2 separate regions of the Zea mays genome follow, and region 1 is linked to region 2. A link is a contact called in public Hi-C data. All regions are on one chromosome and are shown on one strand. The core of a region is the stretch at or near the end of the contact, and the rest is flanking DNA. Distances in the headings are between cores, read along the strand shown. Region 1 holds the start of LOC103641199. Region 2 holds the start of LOC100283340.

The links. Hi-C and Micro-C count contacts between places; a contact is called where the count stands out from the background.
Region 1: a Hi-C map of tassel shows a contact between it and region 2, with 2.1 times the contacts expected there. The contact joins the promoter of LOC103641199 here to the promoter of LOC100283340 in region 2. A contact is called at or near these places in 3 of 25 Hi-C or Micro-C datasets (ear, leaf and tassel).

Annotation. Positions count from the first base shown.
Region 1 is chr10:71,835,636-71,840,335 of Zm-B73-REFERENCE-NAM-5.0, forward strand. LOC103641199 reads left to right here and starts at 1,279. Exons shown (of 1, transcript XM_008664566.4): 1 at 1,279-2,306. The coding sequence starts at 1,438. The coding sequence ends at 1,974.
Region 2 is chr10:71,593,268-71,597,739 of Zm-B73-REFERENCE-NAM-5.0, forward strand. It overlaps LOC100283340, which reads right to left and starts at 2,548. Exons shown (of 6, transcript NM_001156241.1): 1 at 2,295-2,548; 2 at 1,957-2,181; 3 at 457-517; 4 at 190-337; 5 at 13-89. The coding sequence starts at 2,493.

The sequences.
Region 1 (4,700 bases), core at 29-2,528, 240 kb after region 2:
ATGTAACGTAAATGGTAATGGTAACGATTCACGTTCAAATACCGGCGGTAACAAATTTGAATAAGGAGGTATCCATTTATAATGTGGTATCGATTACGGTTGAACTTAAACAAACATAATTTAACGTTATTGGTTACCCATTACGTTACCAATATGTGAATCAAACTGCACCTAAGTTAACTAGCTAGCCTAGCTTCCAGAAACTTGACGCAGGTGTTATGTCTTCTACGACCTGCCTTTTTCCACACACCTTAGCTTATTGTACATCTTTTTCAGGTATGGTCACTCTCTCGATCGACTTGTCAACAAAGCATCTAGAAACAATTGAACTAAAATGATGGCTCGTAAAGTGCACACGTGTATGTTTGTTAAGCCCAGTAGTACGTCCCTCGAAACAGTAAACTTTACTATATAGACTTTGTGCACGTTTCGTATATACGTCATAATACGAACTTATTCATCGCCATTTTCAACAAGCCAGTAATAAAAGATAAAGAGGGATCACACGTTATTTTCTTTAAATACACACACGAAATGCTCGATTGCATTTATCCCCTAAAAATTAAACACATATACCCACACTATATTCTATTAGGCCACTCGTAATAAGAGTTTCATGGACACTAAATAAATAAGCTAGCATGCATGACATGGTCTACGTAAAGAAATCGATGGTAAAAATTTTATATGATAAAATAAGTTTTATGAAGATAAAAACTTTACATTGTTTCTAACAGCTACAGTCTTAAAAACTGGGACATGAAAAGGAAATAGTAACCACTGAGACTGGCCTCCTTCTCCTAGCCTCTCCGAGAGACCGGAACGGAAGATTTTAAAATTAACATAGTCAGCACAAGGTGACTTCTTGTCGACATATAGCCAGGGAGCCTACCTAATAAAAACTGTCTCCAATTTATAAAATAAACCAATCTAGAAAAACGCCAGACATGCTAACTATTTTTTTCTATTTTAAATTATAAAACATATTTTTCTTTTGCTTACTTATATAGATATACTATGATTTATATTCAAAATCTACTAAAAAAACTATCCATCTGAAAATATTTTTTTGTAATTTAAAACAGTAAAAGTACTGTATAATATAGATGTGCATCATGGTCAGATTATGCAGCCTTCGGATGCTTCCACATCAACGTCAGCAGACACCAGTCTACCTTACCTACGCAGAAAGCAAAGCGTTTTATTCAACGACAGGCTCAGCGGCCGCGAGGCCACAAAAGGCAGGCATGGCGTGGCAAACCATCACGGCATCTCTCTCTCTAGTCTCTACTTTTTCATCAGTCATCACCGCAACACAAACACGGCCTTCACAAGACGCAAAAGGGCACACACCTCTTTCTAGCTTCTATACACACACCTCGAGCTCACATACACTCCCATCTCCCCCTCTATCTGGAGAGAGAGAGAGAAAGAGACATGGGGTCATCTCTCTCCCCGTCATCCGTCGCCGCGCTCACCACCGCAGCCCATGGGCACCGCTACCACCTGTCCTCCTCCTCCTCCTCCGACTACTACGAAGACGACGGCTTCGAGTTCACGCCACTCCTACCCAGGCCGCGGCGCCGGCACAGCGCGCGCACGGAGCGTCCAAGAACCGTCGCCCAGGCTGCGGCCACGACGGCGGCCCAGCCGCAGCCTCCCCAGCTGCGCGCGCGCCGCGGAGCGCCAAGCGTCGTGGCCGCGACGCCGGCGGCGCCACCAACACCAAGGAAGCAGCAGGTGCGGTGGCACGACATGGCGTTCGGGTCCGCGCGCGTGCCGGCGGCCATGGACATGGGCGAGATCAGGAGGCGCCTGAGGGCGCGGCAGCTGGCTCTGGCCGGTGGCCCCGCCGGGAACGAGCGGCCGCCATCCTCCGCCGCGGGGTGGGCGCCGTGGAGGCTCATACGGTCGCTCAGCTGCAAGGGCCTCGAGCCCGTGGCGGCTGCCGCGGCGCCGGTGAGGCTGGTGTAGTGTAGGCACGTACGTACAGTCAGTACGGTCTGAGCCTACGATCGACAGAGCGATCGAGGTGGACGTAACGTACGACGTACGTACGGCAGGTGTTGGTGTTGGACTGTTGGTTATGGATCGAGGCTGTGCTGGTGCGGCCCGTGAAGGCCGAGAGTGCGGCGCCGGCCGGTGAACCGGCGCGTGCACGGCGGCGTGCGTGGCGTCACGCGAGTGGCGCCAAATGTTGTTGGTGGAAGTTGAAAGGCACGAGCAAAGGCGGTGCCTATTGTTAGTGTTCAGCTTCGTTTTTCGTCGTGTTTCTGGTTTCAATAAACCTTTTCCCTCTTTCTTTCTGTTTGGGTGTTTAATGTTGGGAGATCAGCTGTGGCTAGGGCATGCATGTACAACTCTAAGGTTGTCTCTGTATTTTTTCTCTATATATGTCATTTATAGTTTTTTCTAAAAGGTATATCTTCTTTTTCTCCGGCAACATTTTCTAAATCTCTACTACAGTAGTACTATTCTTCTCAAACAGTAGCTGGACTTTCTCGACTAGTAGCAGTTGTAGCCTCACTCAACCCACACTACTGACTACCCCACCATGCACGCCGAGATGGACCAGATATATGGTTGTTGCCACACATATCATCCGCCGCAACTGCATGCCTTTTTGTACGGTGTTTCTGCCTCCCGCGCCACAGATGGGAATAGGACAGCGGACACCGAGTGACCCGCCAGCTATATCGTGCGTGCGAGTAGTCCGCTGCGAGTAGTCCGCTACTTTAGCGGAGTAAGACTGGCTCCAGCAATACACAGTAAAGCGTCCTGTACTTAGAGTTCAGACACGTCCTCTACGCGCCCAGCAAGGTACTCTATATGGCACTCTAAATTTTAGAGGACGCCGCACGTACCCTAGATGTGGAGAATTCCAGACGTCCGGTATCCGGGCGAGGGGTCGGGCTCGCGCGGGGGTGAAAAATCCGGAGGCGCTGTTGTGCCGTCGCTGGCGACTTCGATCCATCTCGGCGAGGGGGCCTCGCGGCGCTGCTCCTCGGCGGCGACGGCCAAGCTGGGCTCCAAGAGGCCATGCTCGAGCGGGTCCGGAGGCGGACCGCTCTCGGTGGCTGGAGGCAAGGAGGTGGGCGTCGACGACTCAAAGATCCAAGGAGCGGGTGCGACCGTCGGTGTTCGTCGCCGTCGAACCACCATCGCCAAGAAGCTGAGAAGATCCACGACGCCGATGAAGGAAGGTGGGGAGAAACGCAAGCGCATCTCGACGCCGCCATCGTCATCGTCTTCCATTAGGTCGGGTGGTCCAGATCCGAAGAAAAAAAGGTAAACATTGAAGATCGATTTTGCTTTCTATGATTCTAGTACTTCAAATGCTACAACTCGTCCAGATCTAGGGTTCGGTTCACCGTTTTCTGTTCATAATTTTGGTTGGCATTAAGAAAATTTGATTGTGGTACAAGCTTTCTCTGTTCTAGTCATCGATGTGTATTTACAAATACATGGGTTTAGGTTTTAGACAGACTGAATCATGACCACTATGATATCTCTTGATAATTGATGTTCACATTAAGCAAATATCTTTGTGCTAGAAGCTTTGTTCATATAGGAATCGAGGTGTATTCACAATGACTTGGCCAATGCTTTTGACACACTGAATCATGACCACTAGGTTTTATCTTCATAATTGATGTTCATAACTCATGTGCTGATTTGAACTGCCTACTGCCAATACTAGCTGCTCCAGATTATATTTACCATCAATTAATGTACCAACTAGGCCACGGTATACATAAAATTTTCACGTACATATATTAACACAACCATATGTTTTATGTAGACCATGGATTCGGAGAACGCAAAGCTCCGAAGAGCACTCGCTCATTTAATCAGAGTAGTGGAGCAGCGTTGTGCCGACATCGTCGATGTCGTCCACGGTGCCTTCCAACCAGTTAGCGGACCAGTCCTCAATGAAATGAATCGTGCTTTAGTTCAGATCGAGGACCTCGCCAAGGACCTTGATCACCTAGCTCTGGAAAAAGACTAGGAGATGGAGCACATGGCCCCTTCTCCAATTGCTGAATCATCAGAAACAGAGGATGAGCTTCTGTTTGATTATGATTCAGAGTTGAATCCTGACGATATCGTCGGCTACGACGACGGACGCGACTACTCCACCGACGACACCTATCCCTACTAGATTAGCATGCACCTAAGGAATATGTGTATGTGTTAGGTTTATGTTAGTCGAACTAGTCTTTTGTATGTCAACACAACAGATGTGTGGCACAAGTTAGTGATTTAGTTTATGTCATGTTTATGTTGTCGACACCTATCCAGACGCGATGTTGATGACATGTTTATGTTAACGTGGTCTGTTAAATGTTATGAACTTTGCAATATGTCTAGTCTCCAGCACTTCTGAGTTTCTTCTGCCTGTCCTGTTTACTTTGACATGGTTGTGCTTTCATTTGAAATGCTTGTCTGAAATGTAGTTCACTTATTCAATTAAATCTCATGTATTTTTGATGTGACCTTCAATGTACAGCATGGGTACGGATTGGAACCAAGTTATGCCACAATATGGCAGTTTCCTATCCGAGGATGATGGCACTCAGTTTGACAACACTCCACTTCCTCCTCCGCCTGATATACCAGCCCAGGCATCACCAGCAGCACCTCCAGTGAAGAAGCCTCCTCAACGCACAAAAGCTAGCCAATTTCACGTCTGAAGAGGA
Region 2 (4,472 bases), core at 1,298-3,797:
AGATACCCTTACATTCCGGCATTTTTCGCTGCAGCTACACCCGAAGGAGCGTCTTCAAAAACCAAGCACTTGCTAGGTTCTACGCCGCCCTAAAAGAAATGCAATGCAGTTGCATCAGTAGAGATTCTCAGACAGCATCCAAAAACATTATAGCTGCAAGTGTTGCCCCATACGATCAAAATCCAATACCTCAAACCTCCTCATAGCAGCAAGAAAAATATCAGGGGATGGTTTGCCAGCCTTCACCTCTGGATCATCACCCATGACAACGTGATGCATCAGGGAAAACATTTCCTGGTGATTCTGGGTCTTCAGTGCAAAATGGCGTTTATGGGATCTGTAAGACACAGTGGGTCAGCAACAAAACATTAGTAGTGTTCTATAATTCATGAAAGGTGATGGGCATTGACCGTTGAGGGAAAGGCCAGATGGATCATCAGGTGTAAAGAAACTTACCCTGTCGCAACAGCCATTGGTACTCCGTTGGCATGAAGATGATGCACCAAACGTAGTACTCCTGCAAGAAACAAGATTCATTCAACACATCATAAGCAAACCGCCTATCGCAATTTAAGTAAATTACAAAAAGGAATCGCAAAGCACTTATGTTAAAGCAACTTGATCAGTGATGCTAAAATGTTGGTTTTTATTCTTCAAAATATCCCACCAGTCAAGGCATGCCTTAATGAAACAGTAATTTTACCACAAGAGATTGTCTTAAGAGGAACAATAAAGTCAAAACTAGGTCTGGGACATTACAAAGAATAAGTGTCAACTGCAAAAGGCCACAATCTGAAATCTTGAAAAATATAGCAATTTTCTTTGGTTCCACTTCAATGGATAATTGGACAGCATTAGCATCAAAAAGCCTGAAGTCCATATGCAACATATTCCATATGATACCGTGAAATGTAAGTTAGCGCAAAATAGTCAATTGTGTTTGACATCACCTATAAAGTCAAATCACGTATCTGAAAGTTGAATTTATATGTTCACAGAAATGCTATGCAAAAATAGTACTATCCCCATTCTTTTTCATTTGTCGCCCACTAGTTTATTTTTTAACTAAAACGCGACAAATAAAAAAGAACGGAGGGAGTATGTGTTAACTCATTGATTGATATAATACTTAGTAATGTGTGTCTACCAAAGTTCACTTCCCCACTTTGATTTTATGGTGGTGCATGAAACTAGAAACCAAAGACTATCTTGTTAAGGACAGCATATAGCAATTAGCAACATGAAACCAAATGGCCAGAGCAACTATGGAATTACATTACATCTGAATATATCAACTTGAGAACTCAAGTTCGTTCCTTTTGAGTTATATTTTCCCCATAAATCCAGTGGACCAAAGTAATTGTCAACATAGAGTAAATTGTACAGTATTGTCAGATCGATGAGAAGTCTAAGGTAGTGTTTGGTTGAAGAGCCAAGTAGAACGGAGTCGTTCTGTTCCAGTTTTGATGATGTTTGGTTACAAAGTAACTAGAACGGAATGACTCCAATTAGGGAATATTCTCCTCAGATCCGGAACCATTCCGCTCCAAAAAATCAACCGGACGGAGCCGCTCCGTTCCCATTCCGCTCTCACAGTCACGCTCCGTTCCGTTCACTCTGCAACCAAACAAAAAACAGAGCCGCTCCGTTCCAGATTACCAAACACAGAACAGAGCGGCTCCGTTCCTAGAATCAGGAATAGAACAGCTCCGTTCTACTTGGCTCCTCAACCAAACACTACCTAAAAGGCGTCAGTTGAACACTAAAAGTGACGGGCGGTCCAGTTTTGGGCTCGGACGGTCCGCGGCCTCGCGATCAGATTGACTCGGCCAGCACGTAACAAGGTGTCATTCCTGCGTCCAGATCACCTTCACAGAGAGCACCACAAGACGGTACTACACTAGTGATTGGCGTACAGATCGACGCCAACAGCGTCCAAGTTCATCAATGACACACCTGGCAGCTTGGTACAGGATGGGAAGAGCGCTTGGAGCATGCTCTCGCGCTCCTCGAGGAACTGCTCGGGGGTGAGGAGGCCGTTGAGGCCGCACTCGTCGACGAAGATGCGGGCAGACTCGGCCGCCTTCTTGCCCATCATCTTGGCCTTGAGCGACCAGTCGAACACCTTGTCGTACCTCGCTAGGATCTTCTCCTGCACCTCCGTGTAGAAGCCCTCCGTGTCTGCGCCCCGGGCCGCAGACCGAGGATCATCAGCGCGCTCCACCCATGGAATGGTGATGGGGCCAAGAACATGGACATCCCCGATCGACAAAACATGGAGAAGATAGAGATACCGAGGAGAAGGCCGTCCATATCGAAGATGACGTGCGAGATACTGGCCCTCGGCTGCGCTGACGCGGCGTCGCCGGCGCCACAGGATGCCATTAGGCGCGGGGCCGCGGGGTTGCGCGAGTGCGAGTGAACGAGATCTGGGACTGGGAGAGGCGACTGGGAGAACGGAATCTTTGGTGGATTGCCGATTGGCGTGCGCATGCGCTTCTCCCTGAGACTCCACGGTCCACACCAGGGACTTCAGCAAACAAGGAAGGGGAAAGGCACTGATGACGTCAGCAGCTCGCGGGCCGATTTAATCCAGGATAAAGGGAAGTTGGTAACGGTAACTTTTTTATGTTTATTGAAAAATAGCCACAATCGCTTTTATATGACCACTTTGAAATTTGGGACAATTGCATTTTTACCTCTATTCACGACTTTAACTCCATTTTTACCCCTAATTTCTGAAAAATTAACATAAATTTTATCTATAATTTGACATCAATTTGAGAACATTTTTAATATAAAATGGTGTCAAATTATAGCTAAAATGCTATCAAAATTATATTTTCAAAGTATTTGTAATGTTAAATTTAATTTATTTTCATTAAATTCAAAGTATTTGAAATTTTGAATATGAAATAATTGATTCTCAAATTTATGGTTGCATTTATGTCATACTTATACTCTAAACTTTTATATCAAAGTGGGGGTAAATTTGTAATAGTTCATAATAAGAGAGGCATTGGTGCACAGTTATGTGCTGACTTAACACCATTATGTGCTTATAACAAAATAGGGGCAAGCAGAGGCTTCGTTTCGAAAAAAAATCAGAGGCAACGATGCAAAGTTCAAAAAACAGAGATAAAATAAAGTTAGGGTCGTGAACACGGGCAACCGTGCAAATACCCCTTAAATTTTTGCAGTTACCTATCGCTCCAGGATGGAGAGGCTATGTAATATTTTATTTTTTTTTCATAAATTAGTCTCGGTCGCTTCGGTGTAGGCTATAATTAGCATATAAACTACTTATTTCATATTTTAAGCGAGAATTTCAATGTATGTAGCAACATTGTCAAATATAGTTTATTGTCATGGCAGTGAGATAAATCTAAACCAAGGAATCAATAATAAGAGTTTAAGTTTGGACGAACAATCATAACGTTACATTGTAGCATACATAATGAATCATCTAACCATCTCTTGGTTGTCGAGACCTCTTTGACCCATGTTACGCGTTGACGTGGTCCTAGGAGTAGGTGTGACGACCTAGAGACCTCATCATTTCTCTGGCCGCACGGTGGCTACAGGTGTTGGCTAGGTATCCTATATTCCTATGTCCATAGTGGCAGTGCACCCCCATCTGTGAGAGCCCAACGACATCTTGAACAGACACAATCGAAGGTACATCTCGGTGTTATGGTCGAAGTCAAACATGATGAAAGGTTCTCTTTCGTCGCCATACGCCTGAAGAAACTCTGCATAATGGAAAACAAAAACAAAAATAAAAATTAGATTGAACACTTTATTGTTTGTTGTTAGTTTTAGTTCTTGAAGCACCTGCATACGAAGGAGTGGATGTTGAAGGCCCCATCGTCATTGGTTTTTGGATGCCTAAATTAATGTGTATGAAAACATTGTAATTATAGTGTGATCATGTGCACGCCGACACATATGGTGGTTGTTGCACATATGGAATCGATCGGTACCCATGGCTGCTGGAATGTCTTGTGGTCGTAGTCTATATAATTATTTTCAGGGATAGATGCAGTGGTAGAGCGTGTGGGGCTCGAGCCACCTACCGCTCCCGATCCCATGAAGCCCCTCTAAAGCCTTCTCTAAAATTAGATCTATGCATCGATGTTTCAATAGAAGAGTACTTTAATTTCTTTAAACTATTATATTTGTCTATTGTTAATGATTTAGTGAGATTGTGTCATTGTAACAGTTTAGTTCAACCCCTCCTAAAAATTTTCATGGCTCCGTCCCTAATTGTTTTGTTAGGTACATGTATGTAATCATATACATTACGGGGAGTTAAATAAGACCTAGAATCATGCAAGACGATGTGGTTGTGTGTTGGGTCTGATATGCTTGGGAGGTAGTTGTCGGGGACCATAATTAGGGGTACCCCAAGACTCCTAATCTCAACTGGTAACCCCCATCAGCACAAAGCTGCAAAGGCCTGATGGGCGCAA